Regions from separate parts of the Delphinus delphis genome. Here region 2 is linked to region 1. The links are chromatin contacts, called in public Hi-C maps. All regions are on one chromosome and are shown on one strand. The core of a region is the stretch at or near the end of the contact, and the rest is flanking DNA. Distances in the headings are between cores, read along the strand shown.

What was found. Hi-C and Micro-C count contacts between places; a contact is called where the count stands out from the background.
Region 2: a contact with region 1 is called in a Hi-C map of lung, with 7 times the contacts expected there. The contact joins the promoter of EMX2 here to the promoter of RAB11FIP2 in region 1. A contact is called at or near these places in 2 of 3 Hi-C or Micro-C datasets (lung and muscle).

What each region holds. Positions count from the first base shown.
Region 1 is chr16:12,842,324-12,846,534 of mDelDel1.2, reverse strand. RAB11FIP2 (RAB11 family interacting protein 2) reads right to left here and starts at 2,029. Exons shown (of 5, transcript XM_060033996.1): 1 at 921-2,029. The coding sequence starts at 1,273.
Region 2 is chr16:13,283,186-13,287,396 of mDelDel1.2, reverse strand. EMX2 (empty spiracles homeobox 2) reads left to right here and starts at 2,109. Exons shown (of 3, transcript XM_060033537.1): 1 at 2,109-3,189. The coding sequence starts at 2,784.

The sequences.
Region 1 (4,211 bases), core at 780-3,279:
TGTTTTCTCAGACTAGAGAAATTATAAGTTTAAGCAAGGGGTGAGTATCTCTATCTCAGAAAACATACTATTTTCAATTTAAGACATATATCCTAGTTTTAACTTATATTATGGTTTTTTAAATTAGAATACATCTAACCTAAGTTTGTAAGTCATATTAAAAAGCCCATGTTTTTATTGAAGATGTCATTAAATCATTTCATCACAAGAATTTAATCACTGTCTCCAATCTGACTAGCATTTAATATGGTCTAAACACACTGGCTTTACAGAACTAACTTTGAAGTAATTGCATTCAAGGTTGAGGATATCTGTACATACTTTTAAAACTTTTCTTTTAATAGCTTTAGACTCCATGAAGATGTACTGATCCTTAAATCTGAGCTAAAATAAAAGTCAACTGTGTTTATAATGATGAAATAAAATACTGAGTTCTAAATTTGGTAATTTACCACTTAACAGCTTCAGAGTTCAATTAAAAAATATATATATATATATATAAGACGTCATATTGGCAGACTTAATTTTCTGATGTTCCATTTTCTGAAAAACTGTTCATGTTTAAAGATTGTAACAATTTACATATATGTTGTTTTAATTGGTCAACACTATGGTCCAGTCCTCTTATTAAGCAGTGAAACAATGTTTACTTAAAATCCTGCGCAAAATATTCAACTATTGAAGATGTTTACCTCAAACAAATGAGAGAGTAATGGATCATTAAAGACTCCACTTAAAAAATGTTTCTTCACAAGGGCTATTTTTACTTCAGATTCATGCAAATATGGTGTTTAAAACTGGGTCATATTTCAGTCCAAAAACCAATGCCCTAGATAGACAAATAATTTCCAAGAACAGGAAATCCATAAATGAGATAATAGTTAAACTCCCCCCAATTCAAAATAAATTACATAACTTACTCTGTTTTCCTTCTTTGTTTGTCCTCAAAGATGTCATTGAGATTGATGGCCACCTGCCCTAAAAACTTATCCAGACCCACCAGGGACCTGTGCATAACTATGAGGAAAAGGATGTATTTCTCTGGATTCCCCTGCATTAGCAAACCAGGCAGCTCAAAAGAGGCCTCTTCCTTCCAGACTGGCTCAAGGGTTTTCTCAGCTACAGACGTGGAGTACTTTTCCTTGCCCAGCTGAATTATAGTGTATGTGTCATTGGTGCCACTTTTGCCTTTTGGCTTAAGATCTTTGGCTTGGAGCACTGTGACCTGCACGTGGGTCGGAAACCACTTTTGGGCTTGCTCGGAAAGCATCATTCTGTCCTTTTTCTCTGCACCGAGTTCACCAGCGCAGGCAGGGCCCCTCCCGCAGGGAGAGCCTGATTCCTTAAATCACTGCATCCTAAGGACACTTAACGGAGACAGGCAAACTCACAGCTGCCCGACTTCCCTACGGCTGATGTCCAAACGGCTTGCTGGGGCAGCCTGGGGGCACAGCTGCTCTGGGGGTCCCCTTTCCTCTGGAGAAGCACAGGGGCCCACCATCACCTGGCCGCGCAGTCCAGGCCTCCGCGCGGAGGCCCGCGCCTCGCGTCCGCACCTCCACGCTCCGCCGGCCCCGGGGACTGGCCCTCGGCGGCGACTGGTGGCTCCCAGGCCTCCGGGCAGGTGAGGCCAGGCCGCCAAGGCCCGAACGGAGGGCGGCAGAGGTGGGAGGGCGCCCCCGCCCCAATTCGCAGCCCCGGGCTTTCCGCCCGCCTCCTCCGCGCCTCCCGCCCGCCCGGCGCTGGTCCGCGGGCCCGGCTGGGCTCCTCCTCCCGACCCCGGTAATACGAACCGCCGGCGGCTCGTGCGGCCTCGCTCCCTCTCGCAAACCTCTCCCGCCTCCTCCCCCTCGCCTCGGCTCCTCCTCTCGGGCGGGCCTGGGGGCGGGGGCGGGTCGCTGTGGGGTGGAGTGGGACCGGGGGCGGGGGACGCTGCAGCTCCGGCGCGGAAGGACAGCGGGGTGGGCCGCTGGCGGAAGGACGGCGGGCGCGGGTCTCGGCCTAGCCGAGCCGGCGGCTCCTAGCACCAGGCGGGCGGCGGCACTTCCGGGTTGTCCTTCTCCATCTTGATCTCGGGAATGCGACGGGGCGGGGCAGGGCCGGGCGGGGCCCGGGGTCAAGGGTCAGCACCTCCCCGGTTGCCGTGGTGACCGGGGGCGTGTCGCGCGGGCGCTGAGGCCGTGAGCTAGGCGCCCAGTGCTGAAGGTTCCTCGAGCAGGGGGGCTCTGGGGACAGCGGGAGACTGCTCCGAGAGGAGGCAGTCAAGGCCCAGGGCACGCCCGGTCTTGGGAGAGACCCAGTTTCAATCTTTGGAAGCTGTCTTTACTGTACCGTGGATGCCCAGTGCCTGGCACCGAGCGGGCGTTGGATGAGTGGTGGTGAAATAAATCAGTCCCTTTAACTGGCCGAAAACATACTTTTCCCCAACCCCTTATCCACTCTTCCCTTTTTGAAAGGAGAGAAGGCTGCTAATTGACTGGAATGACATCCCCCACTCAGACGACAGGAAAAAGGGAAGCGGATAAAAGATTCCAAAGCTAACACAGGGGTTAATAAATTAGATCCTGGGAGGCACTGGGCTGGAGTCAGAAGACCTGGTTCTGATCCCACATCTGCCACCGTCGAATGTATGACCTTGGTCAAGTCATTTCCCCTCCCTGAGCCTCGTTTTCTTCACAGGTAAAACAGGTCTCCGTAAAGTCTGAGACGCCATCGCCACTCTGTGGGCTTACGCGTCCAAAGGACCCCCTTGGGCACTCACAGTCTGTTAGTCTATCTAACGTCAGACGCCAAACGCAGAGGTGATTCTGGTCGTATTCGGCTAAGTCAACTAAGAAAAGCAAACAGCCTCCCTCACCAAGGGCAACCGACAAGTTCCTTACCTGCCCTGAGGGCAAGTCCTGAGGGACACCAGCGCTGTTGGAATGGAAGGGACGGTGTTAAGAGAACAAAATGTGGATGTGTTAATACTGCATTTTTTCTGAAATCAGCCTGATCTAATGGGAAAAGTTTGGGTAATGGCTGATGAGTCAGGAGCCTTGCTTGATGTCCTGACTGCCAGAAATTCAGTACAAAGCTTGTGATGGGCACTTAGCTTCCTGAGACAAGGAAGTTAGATTCTGGGAGCCTGGATTTCCTGGTCCATAAATTGTTGATAAAATTGCTACTATAGAGTTGGGAGGGGTATTAAGAGATTATACATATTCATTTCCTGGCATAGTATGGAACATAATTCTAAGTCTCCCTTCCTCCCTCTATTTATTACAAGATACATTCTATCTTTATTGTATTTATTTCTGTTCATGTCTTATCTTCCCAAGGAAAGTCTAACCTCTTTGGATTGCCTTGTGTATCATGGATCATCACTTCACAGTGTTTAGCAGGCAGTAGACACTCAATTATTGAATGCCCTTCTCCCTTCACAAGACTAATTTTGAGAGTAAAACAATATGATAGATGTGTATACACTTTTCCAACTTAAAGTGACTATAAAAGTGTAAGGTATTGTGTTTATGATTTTCAGGCAATGTTTAAAACTTTTCAGTTTGGGGAGAACATTGTGTTCTCCATGTTTTCTCGCTATCCTCATGGGTACTAGCTGCAGCACTTAAAACTCTTAAGAAACAAGGGTCTTTTCATTACTTTTTGAATGGAGGTATGGGAGGGCCCAATGCATTTGTGTCAGAAGAGCAACCATACAGTTGGAAAACCTTAGGGGGAGAGGGGATAACGTTATATATTATTTTAATCTTATGGAAAGAAGATACTCTCCTGACTCTAAAGGACAGCACCACAAACCTCAAGACTACTCAGATTCTAGCACATTCTTTCAGGGACCCACTGACACTTGCTCGCATCTATAGATTTCATTTATTGGAAACCACAGTTTTTTAGTGCTGCTTACACACAGTGGCTGGTGTATGTTCTGCATGAAGTAGGCACTCTAAAAAGAGACATTAGATTAATTTATCACCAAGATATTCAGGGAACCGAACTACAGATGAATCTTGAATAATCTTGAGCCATCTAGAATGAAAAGACCTGGTTTTAGGTCATTCTGATGAAAGTTTACTATAAAATGTAAAAAAGAGGCAGAATTTTCCATCTCTGAGAGACAGTGTATGAAAAAGCCATGTGTAGAAAACAGAACAAAATCATCATACTGTTAATATTGCACCTGGATCCCAGAGTGGGCTGTTGTCAACCTGAAA
Region 2 (4,211 bases), core at 860-3,359, 440 kb before region 1:
CATGGTTCAGGACCCAGGGAGATACTAGTTAAAATGCAACCCACCCCAAGAGGCTGGATCGAGCACCCTGTATCCTTGGGCCTGGGGAAAAGGATGGGGGGATGCCACAAAGCAAGGTTGAGAGAACCCGCTAAGGGTGAAAACCCAGCCAAGACCCCTGCCCAGAGCTGGAGTCAGAGAGCAGAAGCCTGAGGTAGGGGCAGGCTTCTTGGGGCGTGAGTATAGAGCTGAGGGCCATGCCTGTCTCGTGTGTGGAAGTGTGTATGTGTGTGTGCCCTGGGAAGCTTGGGGGAGGCAGCACGCATGATCTCTGCTGGGTCCTCACTAAGATCAGGTGCCCAGACAACACCAGAAAACACACTCCTGACTCCTCTCTTGCCTGGAGTGTTTTCCGAAAGGGGTTTTGGATCCTCCTCCCATCCAACCTCCCCCCCCCACCCCCAACACAGACTATGCCTGGAGTAAAGAAGAAATTGACACAAACATAAATACACAGCAGATGAAACCACAGAGGACGGGGGAGACCCTAGGGCAGGGAGAGGGTAGCTGGGAAAGCAGGGCACATGTCCCCAGACCTGGGGACCTTTGACTGATGAATCTGGTGGCACTGAAGCCTGACTTACAGGACTTCTCTCTTCTCCCCCTCCCAATCGACATTTTTTTGGGTCTCACGGCAACCTCATCACCAAACACAGGCATTTCTTCATCCTTAAGCGAAGTGACATGGGCCTCCAAGTAAGAGATTTAAAGGATGCCAGATTTTTTTAAAAATCATTAATTGTAAACGTGCAAAATACCTGCTGGTACTTCACTTTAGAAGAATGTAATTGGCAAAAAGAAAAAAAAGAGGAAAAAAGAGGCGGCTGATGAATAGATAATAGATCTTTAACCACCAATAAACAGAGAGCAGCGCCAGCAGCCTGGGGGATGTGATCATAATTATGCCGCAGCATGAGCCAATGGGGACGAGGGAACTCAGCCCTAAAATCATCCTAAAACCGAAGGCAAGCACGAAAATGCGGACACGGCCTGGGACTGGAGAAGCGATCCTCACTCCCTAATCGCAAGCCCTGAGTTTGCACAGCAACCCGCCCCTAGGACGACAGATGGCAGAATAATAATAGAAATAGTGATGATGATGATGATGATAATAATAATAATAATAGCAATAATAAGAATGATAACACTAACAAAAATAATAACGACAACGTAACGGTAATAGTAGTATCACATCAGCCGCTCCCTTGACCTTGGACCCCCATTCCCAGATATTGGGACCCCTAGTTCTCAAAAGAGCTGTTTGGGGGAAAGAGATGAGCACCCTCCCAGAGAGGAAAATAGAGAGCCTGTGGGCAAGTTGGAAGCCCACCGCCAGGGCAGGGTCGTCCACTCCGGTCTCAGCTTGGAAACGAACGGGCCGAGTCAAGGATCGTGAACTCAGGGACCCTGGGACCTAGAGGCTACGCGTGGTCGGAGGACCCCCATCCCCGGCCAGACTCCCTCCTCACCTGGGAAACCTCCGGGAGCTTCGCTGGGCGTGGGAATTGGTCTAACCCAACGGCTCCGTTAGCCCTCGCCGGGAACCAACCCCTGCTCGCTTACCCTCGAGTGCTCCCGGGGCGATTCCAGCTCCCCTGACCCGCGCCCGCGGGGGGCAGCAGCGGCATAGCGCTAGGCGCGAGGAATATGTGCATCAGTGTGTCCGTCTGTCCCCCCAGCTCGGGCTCAGCAGGCTCGGGATCCAGGGGGCCGCAGCAAAGGCGGCGCCGCTCGGGGACTCTGCAGGGACCGGGGTGCCCCGGAGGGAATGGTGGTGGTGGAGAAGTAGGCGGTGGCTGAGGGGGAGGAGGTGGGGAAAGAGGAGGAGGAAGAAGAGGAGGAGGAGAAGGAGGAAGAGGAGGAGGAGAAGCCAAAGGAAGAGGAGGAGGCGAAAGAGGAGAAGAAGCCGCCGCGGGCGCCGCGGGAGCAAGTGAGCTAGGAGCGCGCGGCGACGGCGCCGAAAGGCCGGGCGGCCTGGCGGGCGCAGGAGGCACGGCCGAGGCAGCGGCGCCGACTCCGTTCCACTCTCGGCCTGGATCCAGGCCTCCGGGTTCCCAGGCGCTCGCCTCCTTCTGACGCACTTTAAAGAGTCTCCCCCCTTCCACCTCAGGGCGAGTAATAGCGACCAATCATCAAGCCATTTACCAGGCTTCGGAGGAAGCTGTTTATGTGATCCCCGCACTAATTAGGCTCATGAACTAACAAATCGTTTGCACAACTTGTGAAGAAGCGAACACTTCCATGGATTGTCCTTGGACTTAGGGCGCCCTGCCCGCCTTTTGCAGAGGAGAGAAAACTTTTTTTTGCCTCCCCCGAGAAACTTCCCCCCCTCCCGCCTCTAACTTCGATCCCCCCCACGCCATCTCGCAAAAAAAAAAAAAAAAAAAAAAGAAAAGAAAAACAAAAGAAAAAAAATTACCCCAATCCACGCCTGCAAATTCTTCTGGAAGGATTTTTCCCCCTCTCTCCAGGTTGGGCGCGTTTGGTGCAAGATTCTCGGGATCCTCGGTGTTGCCTCTCCCTCCCCCTCCCCCCTTCTTTCCTTCTTCCTTTCCTTTCCTTTCCTTTCTTTCTCCCTTTCCTCCCCCACCCCCATCCCCACCCCCACCCCCACCCCCACCCCCAACAAACAAGTCCCCAATTCTCGTCCGTTCTCGCCGCGGGCAGCGGGCAGCGGGCGGCGGAGGCAGCGCGCCGCGGTCGCCGGGAGCTGGGAGCCCCGGGCGCCCGCTCCTCGGCGCAGCATGTTCCAGCCGGCGCCCAAGCGCTGCTTCACCATCGAGTCGCTGGTGGCCAAGGACAGTCCCCTGCCCGCCTCGCGCTCTGAGGACCCCATCCGTCCCGCGGCGCTCAGCTACGCCAACTCCAGCCCCATAAACCCGTTCCTCAACGGCTTCCACTCGGCCGCCGCCGCCGCCGCCGGCAGGGGCGTCTACTCCAACCCGGACTTGGTGTTCGCCGAGGCGGTCTCGCACCCGCCCAACCCGGCCGTGCCCGTGCACCCGGTGCCGCCGCCGCACGCCCTGGCTGCCCACCCCCTGCCCTCCTCGCACTCGCCACACCCCCTCTTCGCCTCGCAGCAGCGGGACCCGTCCACCTTCTACCCCTGGCTCATCCATCGCTACCGATATCTGGGCCACCGCTTCCAAGGTACGTGCCACGTCGCGGGGCTGCAGCGCTCTGCAGCCCGCACTGCCCTCGGCCTGCTCTGGGTGGGCGCCCGGCAAGGCCTGGATGGAGGTTCCTCCGGTTCGCCCGCCCGCGCGCCGCGTTTGGAAACTGGGCGGCGAGGAGCCGGGCACGGTCCCTAGTCTCCGAGCTGCGGCCGGTTTGGGGTCTGGCCACGGCCGCTTGACCCTTTAGAGAAGGGCGCAGACAGAGGAGTTGTCCCCGAACGCTCTCGGGTCGAGGCAGGCTTTCCTAGCGTGCTACGAGTGCCGGCCGCCAAGGAATCCGTGGCCCGCGGGGGTCCCCGGGTTCTCTGTCTTCCCGGCGATGCCCTCGCCGCCCTGGCTCCGAGGGGCGCGGACAGGCCCGGCCACCAGGTTCGCTCTCGACTGCGTTCGACCCTGTTTACCATCCACTCCGCGCCCCTGCATCCTAGACCTGCAGCTTCTCGGTCTCTGACCCTCTTCCGGCGGCGAAGAGACCCTCGCGTCCCCAGATCAAAGTCTGGGAGTTTGTTTTATCCTGCTTACTCTGGAGGCTCAGGCGGGGCGGGAACCCTTGCGGGTAGGAGCCTCCGAGGCTCAGGACTCTCGCCGTGACCTGCTCAATTCGGGCGCCGAGCGGCCACGGCGAAGGCAGGTTCGGTCTGGTTTTTGTTTTTCTTTTAAAAGAAATGAACCGGGTCGGAAGACGGGCTGGAGGAGATCTGTTTGGGTGTTTTCCTTTCTTGCTATTTTTTGGATTTGTGTGTGTGGGGGGTGGGGTGGGGGTGGGAGTGGAAGGAGAGTTAAAACTCCAGAAAAAGGGGCAAGTAATTAGTTTAGCGATCCGAGCGGGGAAAAGACCTACCTCCCGAGGCCGCTGATCAATACCCAGCGGCTTGCCCATTCATTAACCCTTGGCGTTCCTGCCAGAGCCTAGAATGGGGTAGATTCCCGTCCTCCATAATTAAAGAAACCAAACCAAACAAAAACAACGTTTTACTCTTATTCCCAGACCGGAGT